Linked DNA regions of Mus musculus: region 2 is linked to region 1. Evidence: chromatin contacts called from public HiChIP or PLAC-seq data. All regions are on one chromosome and are shown on one strand. The core of a region is the stretch at or near the end of the contact, and the rest is flanking DNA. Distances in the headings are between cores, read along the strand shown. Region 1 overlaps Ugdh (UDP-glucose dehydrogenase). Region 2 overlaps Smim14 (small integral membrane protein 14).

Evidence for each region. HiChIP or PLAC-seq counts read pairs in DNA pulled down with a chosen protein or histone mark.
Region 2: an H3K27ac HiChIP or PLAC-seq map of heart atrium shows a contact between it and region 1, with 8 read pairs. The contact joins two enhancer-like sites. A contact is called at or near these places in 8 of 39 promoter capture datasets (cranial neural crest, embryonic stem cells, hematopoietic stem and progenitor cells and 4 more), 4 of 15 datasets of contacts at CTCF or cohesin (the NIH/3T3 cell line, embryonic stem cells and pro-B cells), 57 of 484 Hi-C or Micro-C datasets (the AML12 cell line, B cells, the BV-2 cell line and 26 more), 11 of 115 datasets of contacts at active chromatin or transcription factors (the HPC-7 cell line, bone marrow-derived macrophages, cardiomyocytes and 5 more) and 3 of 9 other capture datasets (adipose tissue, liver and pancreatic islet).

Annotation. Positions count from the first base shown.
Region 1 is chr5:65,413,110-65,418,100 of GRCm38.p6, forward strand. Ugdh (UDP-glucose dehydrogenase) reads right to left here. Exons shown (of 12, transcript NM_009466.2): 9 at 4,402-4,535; 10 at 3,912-4,003; 11 at 3,716-3,826; 12 at 112-954. The coding sequence ends at 847. Among named protein-coding and RNA genes, the nearest start is that of Ugdh, 20 kb to the right of the region's middle. RefSeq lists an enhancer at 1,866-3,463. Within about 2 kb of position 2,687, at least 121 of the 459 cell types and tissues checked have an H3K27ac peak or open chromatin away from gene starts, as enhancers often do. A contact at or near this core is called in adipose tissue, granulosa cells and heart atrium, where this site is marked.
Region 2 is chr5:65,455,568-65,460,558 of GRCm38.p6, forward strand. It overlaps Smim14 (small integral membrane protein 14), which reads right to left. Exons shown (of 5, transcript NM_133697.4): 3 at 4,957-4,991. Among named protein-coding and RNA genes, the nearest start is that of Ugdh, 22 kb to the left of the region's middle. Within about 2 kb of position 2,499, at least 115 of the 459 cell types and tissues checked have an H3K27ac peak or open chromatin away from gene starts, as enhancers often do. A contact at or near this core is called in adipose tissue, granulosa cells and heart atrium, where this site is marked.

The sequences.
Region 1 (4,991 bases), core at 1,437-3,936:
GAGAGGTCAGCACTCTTAAGTGGTGGTGACCTCTGACCTCTGCACATGTACACACCTTACATCCCCTTCAAAAAAATATATGAACATAAAACATACGTAAATTGAAGAATCTTTCCAGTCTACACATGGGATTTTATTTGTTTGCTTAAAGGAAAAACAATTTAATTGTAATAGAAATAAAAAATCAAAGATAACAAACATTTCTTGACTCACAGATGCAAATGTAACAAGCAGCTACAGAAGCTAAGAAACAAAATGAAATAGACCATACTGTTGATTTTTCTTCTCAGGTTATATTTTTTTAAAAAAAGAGAGCACTGTTCAAGTTAGGCAGGGAAGGAAATGCAGAGTGAGCTCTTGGGAAAAACAAAAAAACAATTAAAACCTCTAATGACATAATCCCATTAAAACAAAAGGCCAGCGAACTTTAACCAGCCCATACTAGCACAGTGATTTCATGGCTTCAAAGTCCCATTGAATGATAAGCAGACAACACATATGAGAACGAGACTGCCTTTCCCTTGTATTATTAAAGTGCAGTCTGTAGACAATTTGTAATGCTGAAAATGTCTAGGTTTCATTTTTATTTTACAAAAACTGACATTTAAAACAACATGATTGTTTTCCATTCATTCAGTAACTGAGAGGACAATAATATAAAAATATGTAAAAATTACTCTAGACTCATAATTACTGGATATGCTAATACCCATATAGCTAGTATAAATTTGATGATTACAAAAATATTTTTGTTTCCTTAAAAACATGTAGTTCATTTACCATTTAGTATCAGACAGACACTGGCTACCCTGAAGTACCACGTTATCCCAGGTAAGAGGGCAATGTCTAGACTTTGGGTTTCTTGTTAGGTGGGTCCTGAAGACTAAACTTCGGAATCTCACCAGGAGTGTACGGAATTCTCTTGGAAGACACCTTTTTGCCAATTGTTTCAATCTGAAGAGAGAAAAAAATAGAACTATTAATCACAGCACATGTATGTAAGAGCTCTCTATACTGCAGAGATGGAGAAGATGAGAAACTCAAGTCCTCTGAGCTGCTGAGAGGTCTTTGGCTCTTTATCTTTTGATGTTTCTAGAATCAAGTGCCAGCCCACTTTGCTGGTTGACTTTGTTGGGGTTTACAGAGACAGTCTTGCTGAGTGCTGGCCTCTAACTCACAGGACCTCTTGCTTCTGCCTCCCAAGTGCTAGAGTTACAGGGTGCACCAGCACCTGCAATTATCAAGTTAAAAAAGACACAAGCACCTCACCTTTTATGTATCCGGGTAGTTGGCATGTACGTCCGTACACCAGAGGGGCTCAGACAGTTGTGAGCTGCCTTATCTTTTTTTTTTTTTTTGGTAACAGGTTTTCTCTAGCTGTCCTGGAACTCACTATGTAGATCATACATACATACATACATACATACGAGGGTTTGCCTATATGTGCACATACTAGGAACTGAAATCAGGGCCTCCTGAAGAGCAGTGAGTACTCTTAAAGTCCGAGCCACCTCTCCAGTCCACACCACCCCTTACCAGTGTAAATTTATCTTTTCTCTAGTAGAGATAAACATACTATTCTATTTCTATATCTCGTTTGAATTAAAAGTTAATTCTTTCATCTGACTCACACTACAAGGGATGCCTGCTTTATTTACAGTAGTCTATTTTCTTACCGAGTGACTTACATACTCTCCCTGAGTTAGGGCTCCCATTTCCTATTTTATCTTTGAGGCAGGCCTGGAGCTACCTATGCAGCAGAGGTGACCTTGCACTCCTGGTCACCCTGCTTCTGCCTCCCAAGTGCACAAGTGGAGAAGGGCGCTACCAAACCCAGCTGAATTCAATTAAAAAAAAAATCTTACTGGGGAGTTAAGTTTTCAAAGAACTCAGGATCATTCTTTTTTTTTTTTTTATATTTATTTGTTTATTTCATGTATGTGAATACACTGTTGCTGTCCTCAGACACACTAGAAGAGGGCATCTAATCCCATTACAGATGGTTGTGAGCCACCATGTGGTTGCTGGGAATTGAACTCAGGACCTCTGGAAGAGCAGTCAGTGCTCTTAACCGCTGAGCCATCTCTCCAGCCCCAGGATCATTCATTTTTATATGCCTATATGTGCATATATATATGTACACTGTGTATGTGGCTGGTATCCTTGGAGACAAGAAGAGGACCCCTAATTACCTAGAACTGGAGTTAGAGATGTCTGTGACTCACCATGTGGGTGCTGGAAGGGTCCTGTGCAAGAGCAGAGCCATTTCTCCAGGCATTGAGTTAGTTAGTTAGTTAGTTAGTTAGTTAGTTAGTTGTTGTGACAGGTTTTCTGTAGCTGTCCTGGAACTCACTACATAGATAGACCAGGCTGGCCTGAAACTCAGGGATCCAACTGTCTCTGTCTCCCAAGACCTGGGATTAAAGGTATGCACCCAGCTAAAACTTTTAAAAATATTTATCTTTCTATATTTGTCTTGGAAATAACATTTAAAAAACAACACTCCAAAGTTTAAATCAAAACCAGGGAAAAGCAGCCCTGCTGCTCACTTGCTCGCTAAGGAGAGTAAGATGGGGGAGTTTCCAAGGAGTTAACAGAGTTGCCAGCTGACTCTGCTGAGACCTCGTATCTCACAAACAAACGGCAGAGAAAAGGCCCTCTAGCGAGTGAGTGAGAGGTTAAAGAAAGCAGACCAGTCTTTGTGGTGAGCAGATAAGGCCTTCCTGGCGCTGCCGCTAAGCCAGTGCTAAGGCCGTGCTGAAGCTCAGTTTGGCGCCATGCTGGCGGCGGCGGCCCTCCTCCACCAACTGTTCTTCGTCTTCCCTAAATTACTCTGCCAGGAGCCTCTCCGCCGTCCACACGGCTGCAGGAGGCTGCAAGTAACAACTCGCTAGTACTTGCAGAGCCCTGGTGCAGCAAAGACCGGTGACACACAGATGCTCTGCTCTGGGCCTGTTCTGCCAGCTCCCCAGCTCCACATGAATGAATGCGAATGCAGACAGGGCTCCTAAGGCCCACATTGTTCCCTCAGACTTCTCACGGCACAGGCAGGGCTGAGTGTCTGAAAGGTACGGGAGCAACACCAGGCCGGCCACGAGCCTGGGTACCCGGCGAGGTGGATGGTAGCTATTCTCACAGGAGGATGACAGTGTTGTTCCAGGTGAAGCAGTTCCTCAGAGGCCACCCACAGTCAAACCCCACCCCTCACCCAGGCTTCACTGGGGTAAAGCTCAGCTGTGCATAACAAGAGTGCACCATGGAACCACAGTGGGTCTTCTTCACCTTTACGATAGGGCACACACTGTTTCCGTATGATAGGCACCTGATACCCTTCTACTGCCAAGTAAAGGACACCAACCTTAGGTTACAAACGAACAACCCAGACTTTGCAGAGAACAGGCCTCTTGTCCTGGTTATCTTACTGTCCTACTGCTAACTTAGAAAATGTGACGCTTTGAAACCCATCAATGGGTTCACAGATCGTCTGGGTGGGCACTGAGGTGGCTCAGAGGGTAAAGGTACTTCTGCCCAAGCCCGAAGCCCTGTGACAGGAGAAGGAAGGGGTGGGCGAACTGACTCTACAAAGTTGTCCTCTGACCTCCACATATGCCCCACCCAAAGTCATGCATATACACACACAATAATAACTAAAACAAAATAATGATAACCAGACCAAACCAAACAAGCAAAACAGCCGGCTTAGAATCCTGATTACCTGGAAGCCAATGGTCTGTAGCTCACTGTGGAGCCCATCCAGGACACGCCGACCATCAAAGATAAAGGCTGGCTTCAGCATTTTTTTATGAATCCGTTCGTAATCCAGTTCCTGTGTAGATGTACCAGTGAATAATTAGGACACACATGTAGACACAGACCCAACTTGTGTTTGCACTGGAATGCCTCTACATCACCTTAAACATGTCCCACTCAGTGCAGATAACGAGGGCATGGGCGCCATCACACGCTTCGTATGGGTCCTTGGAAATGGTCACCAGTCTGGACACTATAAAAACAGCAACGACCAAGAGAGATGAGACACAAACGAGGCACGGGAAGTTACGTGTTTTAACACTGTAGAAGGAGTGTCTGACAGTGAATGAATGGGAAGTGGGAGCCAGGAGCAACCCCACACTTTCTTCACAAGTATTTCCTGGGATGTCTGGGGCTTTGTGGATACCACTCAGCTGTATCCCTGGCTCCTGCAAAACCTACCAGATTAAAGCACAGCTGATGATGTCAGCTCAAAGCTGAGAACACAGTAGCTAAGAGTTAATTTTAGAGAAACAAGGCAAAGCCCTGGCAAGAAGTGACAGCAAAACAACTACTAAATAAAGGGTTCATTCAAAGACAAGCCAGCTGTGTGGGTTTCACCCAAAGGCTTTGTGGGAGAGTCAACCCTACCTTGGTCATCCGCTGAGACACCCGGATGAGAAAGGTCCACCACTATTTGTTCCCTGGGTACTTTTGGATCATATATGTGGAGGTGTGCACCCTCGTCCATCAGGTACTTGCTAATGTAGATACTGGAGGATTCTCTGAAGGACAAACAAATCAGTATTGTTTGAAAGGGCATATTCTAATAACAGGGAATTTAAGAGATGGGTAAGTTCTGGTTAAGCTTAATTGGAGAGGATACAGATGCTTTTTTATTGTCATGCCACACACACGCACACACACGCACACGCACGCGCACGCGCGCGCACACACACACACACACACACTAGGGCTCACAGAGAGAAAAAGGAGACACACAGGTCCTCTTCTGCTTATTATGACACCATACTGACAGCCCACGCCTGGCATCTTTATATGATGGAGAATAAAATACTATAGAAAACACGTATACATATATGTGCTTCCATTCATTTATGCTAACTGAAATACAAGGATAAGATGAAAGTTTCCATACCTTCAGAGGGTTTTTATGGGTTTTTTTTTTTTACATGTATTTTTGTGTGTGTGTGTGTGTGTGTGTGTGTGTATGTGTGTGT
Region 2 (4,991 bases), core at 1,249-3,748, 42 kb after region 1:
TTCAGAGTCTAAATAGACATGATTTTCCTGACCTTCAAGGCTTGATGCAAGATATTCATATTCTCTCTCTATCTCTCTCCTCTCTCCCCTCTCTCTCCTTCCCTCTTCCCTTCCCCCTCTTTGAGTGCTGGTGATCTAATCCATCCATGGGTTCCAGCAAGTTGGGCAAGCCCTCAACTCCCACACCCATATTTATCTGTGGGATGTAGAAGGGAAACATGCCATGGCACCCTCTGGGGAGACAAGAAAATAATTTGTGGGGGTCGGCTATCAGTTTTAAGGCTCATTTACACTACTGTCAATCATCCAGTTGGCCACATGAGGGCTGCTGGAGGTGGGTCTGCTGTATATGAGTCCTGAGGACCACGGGTGCACGTGAGGTCTGCTGGGAATGAGTCTGAGCTGTGGAAAGTCTTAAATATCCTGTAAAGAGAGAAATGCCTGCGGAGGTCATGGAGAGGTGTGTGACAGTAATACTTAAAAAAAATTTAAAGGTGTGTGTGTGTGTGTGTGTGCACACGCACGCGTGTGCAAGCACACATGCCACAAGCACACACACTGAGGTCTGAGGACAATTTGAGAAAGTTAGTTCTCTTCTCCCACAGTGTGTGGTGGGGGGAGTCCCAGAAACCTGAACTTAGATCATCAAAGTTGCAGCTTTATCTGCTGGGCCATCCTGCTGGTCCTGCTTGCACTGAGATATCCTGTAACCAGGCTATGTAGCCATGGCTGGCTTGAACTCTGTCTGTCTCTAGAATGCTGAGACAGCAGGCCTGTGCTGCTTACTCCTGGTTTGCTGAATTTTAGAAAATAATTATGGTGCCATTCTAGGAAGTAAATTTGGTATATGAGACCCAAAGAGGCCAGAGGGAAAACAAAACAGCAGGCGAAGAGGACACAATTAGTGCTGCAGCAGCAGCAGCAGGCAGCAACAGACAGCAGCAGCAGGCAGAGATGGAAAGAATGCTGCTGAGGCATTAAACACATAAATTTGAGGGGGTCAGGAACAGTGGGCCAGGCAGGACAAGGCCATCCTGAGCTAGGTAGTGAGTTTGAGGCCAGCCTAGGCACACACTGAGACCACTAGGCACACAGTGAGACCACAGAGACAGGCTAACGTGCAGTTCGGTGGTGGAGCACTGGCCTAGTGTGCATTGAGGACTTGGGTTTGATCTGTAGCACCAAAAGAAACAACAGTTTTTGAAAAATATTCTACAAAGCCCTAAAACGTTCTTCATGTTCAGACAAACCTCTGAACTGCCTTTAAAAGTGGTTGTATGAAAAACCTAGACTTGTTCTTCAGATGGCCACCTTTTGTAATGAAATAGCCATGTCCACTGGTAACTATAAAATGCAGGGGCTAGAGGAAGGTGCCAAAGCGGCAGGGTTTAGATCTAGACTGGGAAATAGGGAGGGAGGGAGATCACTGCCGTGATGCTGGGGATCTGGAAGGGAGAAGGGTCTGCCTCCAAGTGCCCCTGCCTTCACCGAGCTGAGAACCAAGACTGACATAGATGTCCAAGTAAGACAGTCTCTACATACATAATGGCTGGACACGGGACAGCAGAGGGTGGTACCACTGAGAAGGGAAAAGTGTCCACAAAATGTAGATAGAGTGAAGCCAGCAGGACAAGGCTTTGCAGCTAAAAGCACCGCCTCCAAGCCTGAAGATCTGAGCTTGGCTCCCCACCCCCACCCCCTCATACAACCAAATTGTTTTTTTATATAGCAAACGCAGAGTGAGAGGCAGCTGGAAGCAATCTTAGTCAGGAGCCAATGGGATGTGTTTACTGCTGACTCCTGCAACTGGAGTGAGGTTCAGAAGCCAGGCAAGACGTGGAGACCAGAGAGACTTAGTCGCAGAAGCAGCCAGTCACAGCCAGAGCATAGGACTCACAGGTCAGAACAAGGACCTTCAAGTGTGCTTCAAACAGAAAGCCCCTGAAAAGTTTTAGGTGAAAAGAAGCCAAAAGCAAACTCTTACTTGTTCAAGCCAATTGTGTTATGAATAACAGCAGCAGGGAGCTAAACTGGGAGGGAGTTAGGAACAGGCAAGGCTGGGCATGGTGGCACTCGCCTTCAATCCCACCACTTGGGAGGCTGATTCTTTGTGAATCTAAGGTCAGCCTGTTGTACACAGTGAGTTCTAGACCAGCCAAGGGTACAAATAGGTAAGGCCCTGTCGCAAACAAACAAATAGACAGAAAGACAAACAAACAGACCCTACTATAATGGCCTAGATATGAGGTGGTAAACAGAGAGGAGGCAGAACGAGGTGCTATCAAGTAGAGTGTTGGTTACATCCTGAAGGTAGATATAAAGGACAGGCCTGAGAGCCAAGGGTCGTTTACAGAACAGACAAAGGAGGAAAAGCAGCCGTGACAGAGCTACCAGAAGCCCAATTCTGAAGATTTGAGATTGCCTATGAAACACCACAGTGGACATGTCCACAAGACAGTCACCAGCACACACATCATGAGTCATGAGACTTGAGAACGTCATCAAGGGAGTGTAGGGAAGGAACAGCTCCAGCGAATGAGCTCATGAGGCCGGGGGATAAAGAAAACAGAGTGGTTGAAGACAAAGTAATTGGAAAGTTAGAACTGGGGGAAATAATAGCTAGAGAGTTGGAAAACTGCAAGCCTGAGCAGTTACAGGTTCTGAGTAGATAAGCAAAGGCTTTGTCTAGAAACAGAAAAGATAGGAGATTATGTCAAGGGTTGTGCTGGGTAGGGAGCTCCAGCAATCAGTGCTTGTCATGCAAACAATCAAAACCCATGTGAAGAAGGAGGGCATGGGGCACACTTGTAACCCCAGTGCTGGGGAAAGGAAGACGGGGAATCACTCCCTGGGGATCACTAGCTGACCAAGCAGCTGAGCCGACTCAGAGAGCCCCAAAATCCCACTTAGAGACCCTGTTTTTTTTAAAAAAAAAAAAAAAAAGGTGGAAGGCTTATGAAAAAGGACATCTGAGGTAGACGCCTGACATCCATATTCATGTGTGTATACATGGCATGTGCACCAGCACAAAGGTGCTTCTGCACACACAAACACACATCACAACATAATAAATACAGCTGTATATATTGATACAGAACTTAATGCTATCGCCCAAGAGGCAGGAGCAGAGGGCAGATCTCTATGAGTTAAAGGCCATCCTGGTTTATGTTTATGTAATAGACTCCAGTATAGCCAAGACTATAGAGACACAGTCTCAAGATAAATAAGTAATTGAACAAATAAATAGCTGGGCAGTGGTGGCGCACGCCTTTAATCCCAGCACTTGGGAGGCAGAGGCAGGCAGATTTCTGAGTTTTAGGACAGCCTGGCCTACAGAGTGAGTTCTAGGACAGCCAGGGCCACACAGAGAAACCCTGTCTTGAAACAGAGAGAGAGGGAGAGGGAGAGAGAGAGGGAGGGGGAGGGAGGGAGAGAGGGGGAGAGAGAGAGAGAGAGACAGAGAGAGATGTAGGCCAAAAGTTAAGTTTCAATAAAAACAAATAATATAAAGTGGCAGAGAATTATCAAAGAGAAAAACTATTGGTGCCTTTAACAAACATGCAAGAGAATCAAAACTTAGAACTTAAAAATCCAAACTATATTCACTGACTGATGTCAAAGCTTAAATAAAGTCTGCAGAGAGGAACATAAATACTTCTCTACCATTTATCCTTTTAGCTTATGTTTACATTGTTTTAGACCTCTCCAGAAGTTGGTTCTATGAATAACTGAGGAAATGATTTTTTTTGGAGACAAGATCTCATGTATGCCTGGCTGGCCTCTAACTTACTGAGTAGCAAGGAACTGACCTGGCACTTCTGACCCTTTCAGCCTTTGCCTCCTCAGTGCTGGGATTATAGGTGTGCAGGTCTGTATATATAGATATGTATATATACATATGTATATTGGTATATTTAGTGCTGGAGGTCAAATCTGGGATTTCATATATGCTAAAATAGCAGAATTGAGAGGACCTGCATAAACACACACACACAAGCACACACACACACAAGCACATACAGAGAGAGAAGGGAGGGAGAGGAGAGAGCACACGCACACTTGCGCCTGATGCTAAATATAAACACTGACCTATTAATAAATGTAATCTGGGGCTGGAAATGTAGGGCAGCTATGGAATACTTGCTCAGTCTGAGCAAGACCCAAGGTTAGAAAACCAGGACCACTGTAAGTGACAACAACATAACCCACAACCAAAGCTCTCCGTGTGTGCAGGAGACTTCAGAATGCCCCAAGTATGCTTTTCAATTAAAAACAAAACACAACAAAACAAAACAAAAAAACAACTTTTTGTGCTGGAAGCAATTTAGAAATAGCAAACTAAAGGCAAACTCCCATGAACAGGCCTTTCTGTCTAAAGATGAAATATAAATTCTTTACTGAAGACAGAGATGTACAGTAGAAAACTGTAAGTTTCCTTCACAAATTCCCTCTCATGCATTCCCTCCCACACTCTGCCCTTGGAAGCCTAGAACCCCTTTAAGCCCTATTGGTCTCCCACTAACTTATTTTTTTAGCTGAAGAAGTTATAAAGGAAGAGTTGTGCTGTTTTTTTTTTTAACATGGGGTCTTGACATGTAGCACAAGATAGCCTAGAATGCACCATTCTCCTGCCTCAGCCTTCCTTCCACGTGGGATTTCAGGCATGTACTACCACCATGGCAGCAAGAGTTGTGGGAGTGAGTCTTCCTTGAGGAGCCCATAACCGCATTTGAGGCAGACAAAACACTTTTGAGTCTATCACGCACCAAGTATACACTGGAGAACCACTTTCCTTAAAATAAACTAATCAGGCATGATGATAAACGATTAACATCCTAGCACCTTGGGAGGTGGAGGTCATACAATCAGAGGTTCAGGGCCAGCCTTGGCTACATGAACGGGTTTTGCGTGTTGTGCCCCAGGCCCACCCTCCTGCCGCCCGCCGCTGGTACTTACACTCCCGAAGGCACTCTGTGTCGGTGCAGTAGGAC